Regions from separate parts of the Mus musculus genome. Here region 2 is linked to region 1. The links are chromatin contacts, called in public Micro-C maps. All regions are on one chromosome and are shown on one strand. Each heading gives the region's core, a stretch centred on a gene start, on an enhancer-like site or on the middle of the called end of the contact. The rest is flanking DNA. Distances are from core to core; before and after follow the strand shown.

What was found. A called contact is a pair of places that touch in the nucleus more often than the background predicts.
Region 2: a Micro-C map of muscle stem cells shows a contact between it and region 1, with 2.7 times the contacts expected there. The contact joins two enhancer-like sites. A contact is called at or near these places in 1 of 39 promoter capture datasets (embryonic stem cells), 25 of 484 Hi-C or Micro-C datasets (bone marrow-derived macrophages, embryonic stem cells, large pre-B cells and 3 more), 8 of 115 datasets of contacts at active chromatin or transcription factors (CD8 T cells, DN3 thymocytes and embryonic stem cells) and 1 of 9 other capture datasets (embryonic stem cells).

Annotation. Positions count from the first base shown.
Region 1 is chr7:81,071,902-81,077,496 of GRCm38.p6, forward strand. It overlaps Alpk3 (alpha-kinase 3), which reads left to right. Exons shown (of 14, transcript NM_054085.2): 4 at 4,972-5,089. Among named protein-coding and RNA genes, the nearest start is that of Alpk3, 17 kb to the left of the region's middle. Within about 2 kb of position 2,835, at least 102 of the 459 cell types and tissues checked have an H3K27ac peak or open chromatin away from gene starts, as enhancers often do. A contact at or near this core is called in bone marrow-derived macrophages, muscle stem cells and pre-megakaryocyte-erythroid progenitors, where this site is marked.
Region 2 is chr7:81,316,474-81,322,068 of GRCm38.p6, forward strand. It overlaps Pde8a (phosphodiesterase 8A), which reads left to right. Exons shown (of 22, transcript NM_008803.3): 13 at 489-559; 14 at 813-974; 15 at 2,595-2,643; 16 at 2,850-2,985; 17 at 4,179-4,377. Among named protein-coding and RNA genes, the nearest start is that of Rps17, 26 kb to the right of the region's middle. Within about 2 kb of position 3,463, at least 70 of the 459 cell types and tissues checked have an H3K27ac peak or open chromatin away from gene starts, as enhancers often do. A contact at or near this core is called in bone marrow-derived macrophages, muscle stem cells and pre-megakaryocyte-erythroid progenitors, where this site is marked.

The DNA of each region.
Region 1 (5,595 bases), core at 1,585-4,084:
GGGTTTGAGCTCAGGTCATTAGGCTCACACAGCAAGTGTTTTAAAACCCTGAGCCCAAAGGAATAACTATTTTTAAATGTATGTATGTGTGTGTGTTTGTGCCACATGCCATAGTGTGAATGTCAGAGAATGATTTGGGAGTTGGTTCTGTCCTTCCATCATGTGGGTCCCAGGGATGGGACTTGGGTTGCAGGCTTGGGTAGGAAGCACCTTCACCAGCAAATCCATGTCATGGACTTCAGGAGCAACGTTGTTGTTGTTGTTTGTTTGTTTCTTTGTCTTATCCCTGTATCTCATGATGCCCAGCCATGGTCTCCTACTGAGGCGCACCTACCAATTGAGTCTGTGCAGTTGTCAGGGCTCTGGGCAGCCACAATATCCACATCTCCAGTCGCTGTTGTTCCCTCCTCATCCCACATGGATCCCAGATCTGAGTTCATTCAGTTTTCTGTAGCAGATTAGAAAGAGGTCACCATGGTATCACCAAGAGTGGGTTGTGGGAAAGGGGGAAGGGAAACAGGAGGGTGCCAGGAACTGGGGAGACAGCGTTAGACATTCGATCTCAGTCTAGAGGTGTTCTTGGCTGATCAGTGGCTGAGACTGGCCTTTGTGTAAGGCTGCTGCTGTCTCTGCTTGTCTTAGCGGAGGCAGTTGTTCTTCCTCCCTGGGAGAAGCATTCCCTCCCCCAACAGAGGTAGGATGTGTCAGCCCCGACTCTGGGACCTTGCCAGGCGAAGATGATGTTTTCCTTATGGTTGGAACTTTGTCTCGGGGAGGAAGATTTAGCTGTAGCAGGAGAACAGGGAACTGGCTGTTCTGGGAGGGAAACCCCTGCGGACCTGGAGCAGGAACACAAGACCTACAGCATTCTTTCACTCACTGTGGGGACAGACAGTGGCTGGGCCATCTGACTCCTGGCTCCTGCAGGCCTCTTTAGGCTGGAATGTTACTGTCTGAGACTGCTCATCTCTGCCCAGTGTGGTGGCCTCCCCATCTACTCTCTTCAGTTCTGGGGTGCATTCTGTATTGGGGTGTGTATGTGCACGTATGTGCTTATTCACATGCTAAGGCAGAAGAAGAAAACATCAGAGGTAGGTAGGTTGAAGCCAGGGACCTAATCTGTGATAAGAACCACATTTATTGAATGAAAGAAAGAAAGAAAAGAGAAAGAATCCTATTTTGGGCAAATAAGTCTAATATGAGGACTTTTAGGTGCAAAATGTTATACACTGGCCCTAGAGTCCTCATTGGGAAGAATGCTAGAGAAGGGAAGTTTCTATGTCATTTGACAGCCATGTAGCCCTGGGTAGTAATTCCCTTAGCTCCGGTGGGGCTTGCTTTTCTCCTGTGTGAAGCAGGAATCACAGCGCTCACTGCATAGCAGAGAGGGATTGGAGTCTGGGCCCTTCTGCTTCCTCACTGGTGACTTTTGTAGAAGTCTTAACTCATGAGCCTTAATTTCCTTTTCATTTCCCTTACTTAAAAAAGCCTTTAACTGTTTTAATGCATGTATGCTCCAGAATATTATGTATAGCATGTGTGTAGCAGCGCCCTAGGAGGCCTGAAGAGGGCGCCAGAGTCTCTGGAACTGGAGTTTCAGGTGGTTTTGCAGGACTGCGTGGGGTCTGGGAACTGAACTCCAGGCTTCTGCAAGTGCAGCAAGAGCTCTAAACCTTGGGTGTGGGTCTCGATGTCTTGTACTGGGGATTGTGACTACATCCTTAGGAGCATTCTGATCTGAGAGTAGATGGGACATGCGTGAGGACTGTCTCTTGGCTTCTGGCACACAGTTAAGTCTTCCTCAATAAATGTGAGCAATTTGAGTTCAGAGGAACCAGGGAAAATTCCATATCTGACAGTTAGTTCTCTTAAAACTCTAAACTCCTATTTGTCTGACTCTGAGTTTCTTTAAATTAGGAGTGACTGGAAAAGACAGTGGGTGTCCAAGTTGGGTTCCCTAGGTGAGCCTGCTAGCTGTGCAGCAGACCATAGGCTGTGAAGGGGCAGGGGAAAGCTACAGGCTCAGGTTCTATTTTGAACTCTCCCAGAGTTCATTCTCTCTCTCTCTCTCTCTTTTCCCCTCCCTCCCTCCCTCCCTCTCCCTCCCTTTCCCTCTCCCTCTCCCTCTCCCTCTCCCTCTCCCTCTCCCTCTCCCTCTCCCTCTCCCTCTCCCTCTCCCTCTCCCTCTCCCTCTCCCTCTGTTTGCGTGTGTGTTTGCATATGTGTACCATGCATGGAAGTATGTGTGGAGCTGAGTTAAGGACATAATCCTCTTGAGCTTTTGTGTATTTATATAACATAGTAACCATCACCCAGGAAGTAACCAGCACGTTACAAATAATCTTGTTTTCAAAGCCATTTGTTTTGTTTTGTTTTGTTTTGTTTTGTTTTGTTTTGTTTTTCAAGACAGGGTTTCTCTGTGCAGCCCTGGCTGTCCTGGAACTCACTTTGTAGACCAGGCTGTCCTTGAACTCAGAAATCAGCCTGCCTCTGCCTCCCAAGTGCTGGAATTAAAGGCGTGCACCACCACCGCCCAGCTTCAAAGCCACTCTTGCTATGAAGCCCTGATCCCCATTATTGGCAGAATTATGGGGTGTTCCTGTGGCTCAGGCTCAGCTGTGTAGGCCACTCCCTGTTCCCCTCCTTGTCCCAGGCCTTTGCCCCACTCCAGCCTCTCTTGGACTGCAGGCTGAGGATGTCCCTCCCGGGCAGGTCATGAGGCAGAAGACTCCAAGGCCCTGGTGGGTGAGATCATCCCACAAGATGGTGAGAGCACCTGTGCTTGCCCTAGCCACACGCACAGTGATGTAACCCAGGGCTTTAGCGCACAGTGGAAACACAGGGCTCAGTTTACAGCCAGCACAGCCCAGTTTGTTCCTGGCCCAGCCGGCTGTAGCCCTGCCTCCCCTGCTCCCCGCTGATGTTCGACTTCCCTTGCTTGCCCTTTGCCCTTCCTCATATGCCTCGGATGGGGCTCCCGTGGGTTTGTTTCCTGTTCCTTACTCCTTTGCTTGCTCCTCTGACAGGGGGTTATGGAGGAACCGCTATGCAGGCACTGGTGCAGGCGATAGAGATACGGTAGTGAACACAGGATGGCTCCTGCCCACTTGAGTCTTGGGTCTAGTAGGAGAGATGGCCAAGGAGCTAAGCTAAGGTGTGATTAGTGGCGGGAAGGGGAGGGGCTGGTGACTGGGGGTATGCACCCATGCCTTCAGTATTACTTGATCCAAGACCAAATCCCCAGCCAAGGAGCTCGCTTCTTTCTCTGGACCATAGTTCTCCATACAGTTGATGTATTCATTGGTAAATATTTACTTATTGTGGATTGCATTACCAGGCACTATTCTAGGAACTGGGGATGCAGCATTGACGAACACAGATAAGTCCCCGCTGTCACGAAGCCAATATTCGATATTCTGTGATGGGCACACTGTGACAGACAGGACACACACAAATTAACAAGCTCAGTGTGTCTCATGGCAGTGTGCTCTAGGAAGAAAGATGCAAGACGAGGGAGGACAGCAAGGCTGAGGGGAGAGAGCCACAGGCTCGCACAGGCTGTTGGAAGGCCTCTGTGAGGAGTTAGACAGGAAGCAGAGTGGCGCAGGATGTGGCCTCCTGGGCTGTTAGTGTGAGCCAGCAAGACTGAGGCGGGGGTGCGGCTCACAAATGGGAGAGGGAGATGAGATCAGGTCACTGCCACAGCGACAGGGTGCAGACTGTGTGTGCCTGTGTGAGGTGGGGCTCCTGGGGTGCTCTGAGTGTGGCTGAGAGTAGATGGATCTGAAGTCACACTCTGCTTGTGGCGTTTCCAATTGAAGAGAGGCCACGACAGGGGCAGCGAGGCCATCAAGGAAGGTCTCCCTGGGACCCAAGTGGGGCATGAAAGTGGTGGGGACTAGGATGTGACAGGAAATGGTCAGATCCTGGGTCTGCTCCCAAGGGTGAGCCTGTAGGACTATCTGACAGGGTGAGTGTGAGAAGAAAGGAAAAAGGAGGACTCGGGGCTGTGGCCTGAGCCACACTGGGGGATGGGTTGTCCCCTTACTGAGCTGTGTGTGAATAGGCTTGGGATACGGATAAGGAGTCGGATGGGTCACACCTGTGGCCTGCTAGGCCGTCAAGTGCAGATATGAAGTCAATGTACAGTCTGGAGTTGAGAGGAGAGGGCTGGACTAGAGGTTGCAACAGCAGGGGGTCCTTGCTGCTCCTTGAGCAGCTAAAGCCAGTCTAGGAAGTAGGCAGTCAGGCCTAAGGATCAACGAGCGATTTAGCAATGTGCACGTCACAGTTGACTTCGACGGACAGTTCAAGTGTAGCAGAGGAAACAGGAGTAGAGATGGAAGACAAGGCATAAAAAGCTCCACAGACGGCTTCTGCAGGCTCAGGTGCAGTGGCGCACATCTCTATCCCAGCACTCAGAGGCAGAGGCAGGCAGGGCTCTGTGAGTTCAAGGCCAGCCTAGTCTACATGGTTCCAGGACAGCAAGGCCTATATAGAAAGACCCTGTCTTAATAATAATAATAATAAGCCAAGTGATGGTGTCATGTGCCTTTAATCTCAGCACTCTGGAGGCAGAGGCAGGTGGATCCCTGTGAATTTGAAGCCAGCCTGGTCTACAGAGTGAGTTCCAGGATAGCCAGGGCTACACAGAGAAACCCAGTTTCAAAGAGACCAATAAATGAATAAATAAACAAATAAGTGAATAAATAAAAGATCTCTCTTCTAGTTGAAAGCTAAGAAGTCTCTTCCCCCTAGTTCTCATCCTTTCAGTCAGAGGGGAGAATGCTTTCTGCTTTGACAGATCCTACTTTCTGAAGCTGAGCTGAGTGACAGGGACAGTGCCTCCGGAGGGCCCGGGGCACTGGAACCGTCCAGTCTCTTCAGACAGCTCGAAGCCCTTGCCTCTGCGTCTCCTCCCACTACTTTGGATCTCACCTACTATTATTCAATCTCTTGCTTCCTTGTCAGGATACCCAGAGCCAGAGGTGACCTGGTACAAGGATGACATAGAACTGGACCGTTACTGTGGCTTGCCAAAATACGAGATCACTCATCAAGGCAACCGTCACACCCTGCAGCTGTACAGGTGAGGGAGAGGGGCCGGCATGGCTCTCTGCCCTCCCGAGGGCCCTGCGCTGGATCCTGCCATCAGACCTGGAGTCAGCTGGGTGGAAACGCCCAGGCACTCTCTGGAGTTAGAGGGCAGGGCTCTACTACTGAGTTGATCTACCTGGTGAACTGTGCTTTCTGCCAGTGTCTGGGATCTCCCCAGGCCAGGGCAGACGTGCTTCTGACAGCCACAAGTGAGTGCAACCAGAGGAGGCCCTGACCCTCAGAAACCTTTTCCATGAGGTCAGCAGCCAGGAAAAGCAACAGTGCCGTCATTACTACTCTCAGGGCTGTGTTGGTCACCTGCTTCTGAAGGGAGCTCTTCTGGGCCCCGAGTCTAATCCCTCCTGGGACAGCATGACCTTGGTCAGCTGTCCTCTTGTGGCCTCAGTTTCCTCCGTTGTAGCTGAGGAAATTCATGACGCCTAAAGTAGGGCACGACTTGGATTGGGAGGGAGCCGGTGGTCAATGCCAGAGACTCTG
Region 2 (5,595 bases), core at 2,213-4,712, 250 kb after region 1:
AGGCTGAGGCGCCATATTTCTGGACAGTCTCTAATCCTTCTCAACATTTTGGAACCTTAACAGTGGGGTGTCCATAGACACGCGGGACTCTGGGAACATACTTTTCCTGGTGCGCATTATCCAGGCTTCCCTCATCGCAGAGCAGCCATGCCTGACCATGACCACGAGAGCCTGCCTGTGGTGTTGCTGCCTGATTAGCCTAGATTAAACACCATAAGGAAGCAGTAGAGAGATCCTTGGGCATTTGAACCAGAGATGAATTGATAAGGCTTAATCCAGTGCCTTATATGGTATGGAGCTGTCTTCCAGAGCATCATATGTGCATCCTAGAAGTGAAGGAAGCAGAGGGAGGACAGAAGGGGAAGCTCTGCCAGGGTGCCATTACTCCTACCTATGCCTCTGTATGCAGCTGAGCGCACTGACACCCGGGAAGCTAGACGTATGCCCAAGGTTGGGCACACCCTGATTTTTCACCTCTTTCTCCACAGTTTCCAGTCAGAGAAGACATTCCTCTTTGGCCCGGATACATTCTATGATGATTGAGGCACCCATCACCAAGGTCGGTCTTCACTGAGTATGCAGGCCCCTGGACCCCCAGAAAAATTGTTTCTCTGACAGAAAAGCAACAATGAGAATGCTCTTTCAGTTGTATAATGTTGTCTCGTCTGGAGAAAGGATGGGTGACAGAGACAGATGGGTACCTAAGATTAACGTGTGTCTGTGGCACAATCACAGACTATTATCAGCCTGACGCTAGATTGCTCTCTGTTTCGAAGGTTACAGAACTCAAGTTTTCTATTTCCACGATGCAGGTAATCAATATTATCAATGCTGCCCAGGAAAACAGTCCTGTGCCTGTGACGGAAGCCTTGAACCGAGTGCTGGATATTCTGAGAACCACTGAGCTGTACTCGCCACAGTTTAATGCTCAGGATGATCCCCATGCCACAGACCTCGTTGGGGGCTTAATGTCTGTAAGTCCATCTCCTAGGCTACTATAGCTTAATGTCTGTAAGCCCATCTCCTAGGCTACTATAGCTTAATGTCTGTAAGTCCATCTCCTAGGCTACTATAGCTTAATGTCTGTAAGTCCATCTCCTAGGCTACTATAGCTTAATGTCTGTAAGCCCATCTCCTAGGCTACTATAGCTTAATGTCTGTAAGTCCATCTCCTAGGCTACTATAGCTTAATGTCTGTAAGTCTATCTCCTAGGCTACTATAGCCTGTCTGTTCCTGTTTGCTTTCTCTGAGGTTGTCTGGACAGTGCTTTAAAAAGACAAGCAGAGCACCCGTGTAGGACTCGGTAAAGCACATCTTCTCCATGGTTTGTGTTCTGCTGTACTTAGACTATGGGGCTGCCTGCTGCTTACCTCCCAGGGAATCCTCAGCTTGGAGCAGCAGAAAGCAACAGTGTTGTAGACGGTCCACTGATAACCCTCTCCAGGGTCACATAGGGTTTTACAAGACATTTCAATTGTATTAAAGTGTCGTTTGTTGTTGTTTTCTGTTGGTTTGTTTGTTTGAGGCAAGGTTTCACCATGTAGCCTTTGCTGGCTGCAACTTGCTAGGTAGACCAGGCTGGCCTGAAGTCATGGAGATCCACCTGTCTCTGACAAAGTGTGTACACTACCACACCTGGCTTGTCTTGGGAAGACGAAAAACCATGGTGGTAGGGTGCAAATCCTTCAGTTCTATCCTCAGCACAAAAAGGAGCCAACAAAGCAAACGAACACCACACACCTTTGCCGGAGTGCTACACGATGCACTGCAGAGTGGAGACTAGCTCCTGCCTTCATGTGTTTAAAAAGGGCCAGGGCGCCCCACTAGCCTTTGGATAACTGTTTAGGAAGAAGGCATTAAGGATGTGCCACTACCACCAGGCAGTGGTGGCACACGCCTTTAATCCCAGCACTTGGGAGGCAGAGGCAGGCGGATTTCTGAGTTTGAGGCCAGCCTGGTCTACAGAGTGAGTTCCAGGACAGCCAGGGCTACACAGAGAAACCCTGTTTCGAAAAAACCAAAAAAACAAAAAAGGGACATGTCACTACATGGGGATTCTTGAGGAGCCCAGGCACCACCTCAGCCAGTGCAGAGCAGCACTCTCACAAGCGAAGACAACTACCATTGTTCTGCTGCCGTCTTAGAAATAAAAGTTGCTCCCTCCCGATTCCTGTGTCCTGGAGCTCATGGGGAGAGGGCGCCCCGAGAGCACATGGGGTACTGAGTGGTTAGTCCCATCCTCAGGGACGAGGGAGGCGTCCACTCAGAAGGTGAGAGAGAAGTGTTCCTGAGACAGCTGAGTTTGGAGAAGAAGAAAATGGGGGTGACCTGAGGGCAGAGGGTGGTTGTCACTATGGTGGGCAGTAGTTGGTCAGCTCACTGGTCATCCTGCCTGAGCCTGGGCTCCAGCAGTAGGGCAGCTCCCAGGAGGTGACTAAATTTGGAGTTGGCCACAGTGGTCAGCCTGCTGGGCTGGGCAGCCTTGCACTGGGCTGTGCTGGACTGTCCTCTCTGGGGCTGTCCATCTGGGTTATGCAGTCAGGAAGGAAGACCATGTGACCATGCCTTTTCTTGTCTTCTTGATTTTCACCAGGATGGCTTACGAAGGTTTTCAGGAAATGAGTATATTCTTGCAACAAAAAGTAAGTTCTCTGTTTTTAATCTCTTACATTGCTATAATACTCTGGCCCAGATTAGATGATGCTCGCTCTCATCAGTAAGCTCTGGGTACGCCGTGAAGCCTCAGAAGCAAAGCAGCCATTTCTGATATAGCACGGCCTACCCCAAACACCAAATGCCACGAACCTGTTAACGTCGTCGTCGTTTTCCAAATTCTGTTACTTTGCAGACCTCCCACCACTTTCAAACAATTTGGCCACCCCCGTCTCCCTTCATGATGTCCCACCACGGATTGCCCTGGCCATAGAAAATGAAGAACAGTGGGACTTTGACATTTTTGAGCTGGAAGTAGCAACCCAAAATAGGTAGGTAGAGCTTGTTTCCAAGGCCTGTGCAGGGAACCGCCCGCCCAAGCAGCAGAGGTGTGTGCAGAGCCATTCCTGGGGTGGGGACAGAGGCTGAGGAAGGAGGAGAGGGACTTCAAGTTGAGTCAGTAGGCCCCAGGCAGAGTTTGCCCAGCTCTGATGGCTTCCTTAAATAGCAGGTTTTCCTGTGACACAAGTCCCTAATTTCTCTAGTATGTGGTATTATATAAGGTAGCAACAAAGAGTCTCCTGCTCCAAACCTAGAACCAATATGGTTAGTTACACATTTGATAAAACTAGCCTCAAATCTTGGTTGCCATATTGGTGGCCCACACAAAGACTCCACCCTAGTTATGTTCATCGGCTTATGGTGGCTGACTGGGAGTTTGGGTTTTGCTGAGTAAAAGCTGTTAACCACAGGATCTTGGCACATAGGGCTGGGCACCCACAGCCAGTGCCAGCCAGGAGTGCGGTTCAGTTTGGGGAGGGTGGCTCTGCTAGGTTGTGGAATGATTCACCGGTCTCACCCCACTGGGTGAGCTGTCTACACTGAGACTCCCACGCACACAGCCTAGCAGTGGCCAGGCACATCCCATAGCAATGAGCCCCTGAGCCCCTGGTTTACATTCCGAGCCATCACAGCTTCCAAAGTGTGGAAGGCAGGCCAGGTCGAGGTCTGTGATGACCTCTGAGATGGCTTCTGTGGGCTGATTTCTTAACCTTCTAAGTCAAGTCAGTAAATCTAAGGAAGGCATGCTTGCTAGTAGCTGGTCAATTTCTCGAGGTAAAGTCTAAACTTTAGACTATAAAGTTGCTGAGGTGATTAGTCACCTGAGTGTGTCTGCGTCTGGTTTATGTCACACTTTGGTGGTATTTCCTCTAGGTAGGCCATCAGAAGTAACACGTGAGGGTAGGATTACAGGTAGCCTGTATAGTCTGGCAAAGGCAGGGTTCTGAAGGTTGTACTTATGCAAGCAGGGTGGGAACTTCACCCCAGCAAATCAAGATGCCTAAAGCAGGCTAAGGCAGAAAGAAACCGTTGTGTGGCCTCCAGCCCACATGGAATACAGTGCAGCAGTGCAGATCAGTTGCCCTGGTACTCTGCACTGTGGCTTGAATGTACTTTGGGTCTCTTCAGAACTCGGGTAACTGGTTTTTGCTCTATTTTATATTGTGCATATTTTTCTTTGTAGGCCTTTGATTTATCTAGGTCTGAAAACGTTTGCGCGTTTTGGAATGTGTGAGTTCTTACAGTGCTCTGAGACAACGCTGAGATCTTGGTTTCAGATGATCGAATCCAACTACCACTCTTCTAACCCCTACCACAATTCCACACACGCTGCGGATGTGCTTCACGCCACGGCGTATTTCCTTTCCAGAGACAAAATAAAGGTGAGCTAGCGTTCCTGTTCCTCATTCAACAGCAACAGTGGGCAGAGATGGGGCTTCCGCCTCAGCTGCCCTCACTGCACCGTAATAACCAGAGTGGTCCTCACCCGTGCAGCGTGCAGCATGGAAGGCGAGGAAGCAGCTGATAGGTTAATCTGCAGTCTCCGCCAGTCTATGAGTCCTCAAGGAGAAACCAACCGAGACAGAACAGGGCTGTCCCCGTGGAGGAGAGGGGTTTCAGTTTGGACCTAAGGGCACACTGAGCCTCTTTTAAGCCCCTCACCTGTGCTGTGAGTCCTGACCATTCCTGCCCTGCCCCGCCCCTCAGCCCCTCAGCTGCTGGCTAACCATCTGACTCAGACAGAGCTTCTAATTTTCCTGCCCCAGGAGGGAGGTCACTCCTCTCTCCTGGTCCCTCACAGCATTCGCACAGTGCTGCCATTGTGTTCTTTCCAGAGCAGCATGTCTGCCCATCACTGCCTTGAGCCGCTTCCTGCCCCACAGGCACTCAGACTTCAAACACTGTGATACACTGCCGTGCCACACCGCCATGAAGGACTCCCCTTTCTTCTTCACTCCCTGTGCCTAGGACATGCAGGCAAACCATTCAGGTCATACGTCAGTGTCTGAAGCATTTGTCTGGGGCCAAGAATGGCTACAGCCACACAGAGCCAGGTGCATCCTACATGATACACCATGGAGCTGGTGTGTGGAGAACAAAATGGAGGATGCCCTGGCACAGGGCGGGTCCAGCGATGTTCATTTCTACCTGTGAGGGTCGGACCACTTAGATCTAAGTCTTTTGGGTCCTTCTGTGATAGCACCAATTTCTTGTTGTTTTTAATATGGAGTTGGGTATTTGTACCAGTTAGTTTTTGTCAACTTGATTGCCTCCATCAGAGTGTCCAGTTAGCATGAATGGGGACATTTTCTTGATTAATGATTGACATGGGAGGGGGAGTTCCCAGCCCACTGTGGGTGGTGCCATTCCTGCACAAGTGGTCCTGAGGTGTATAAAAGACCAGGCTGAGCAAGCCAACGATCAGTGTTTCTCTGTGCTTTCTGCTTCAAGTTCCAGCCCTGGCTTCTCTCAGTGATGTATCTATAAAGTAAAAACACTCCCTTGCTCCCCACAGTGGTTTTGGTCAGTATTTCATCACAGATGAAAGAGAGCTAGGACAGTGTGGACTATGTGCCGTGTGCTTGCTGGGCAAGTAATGG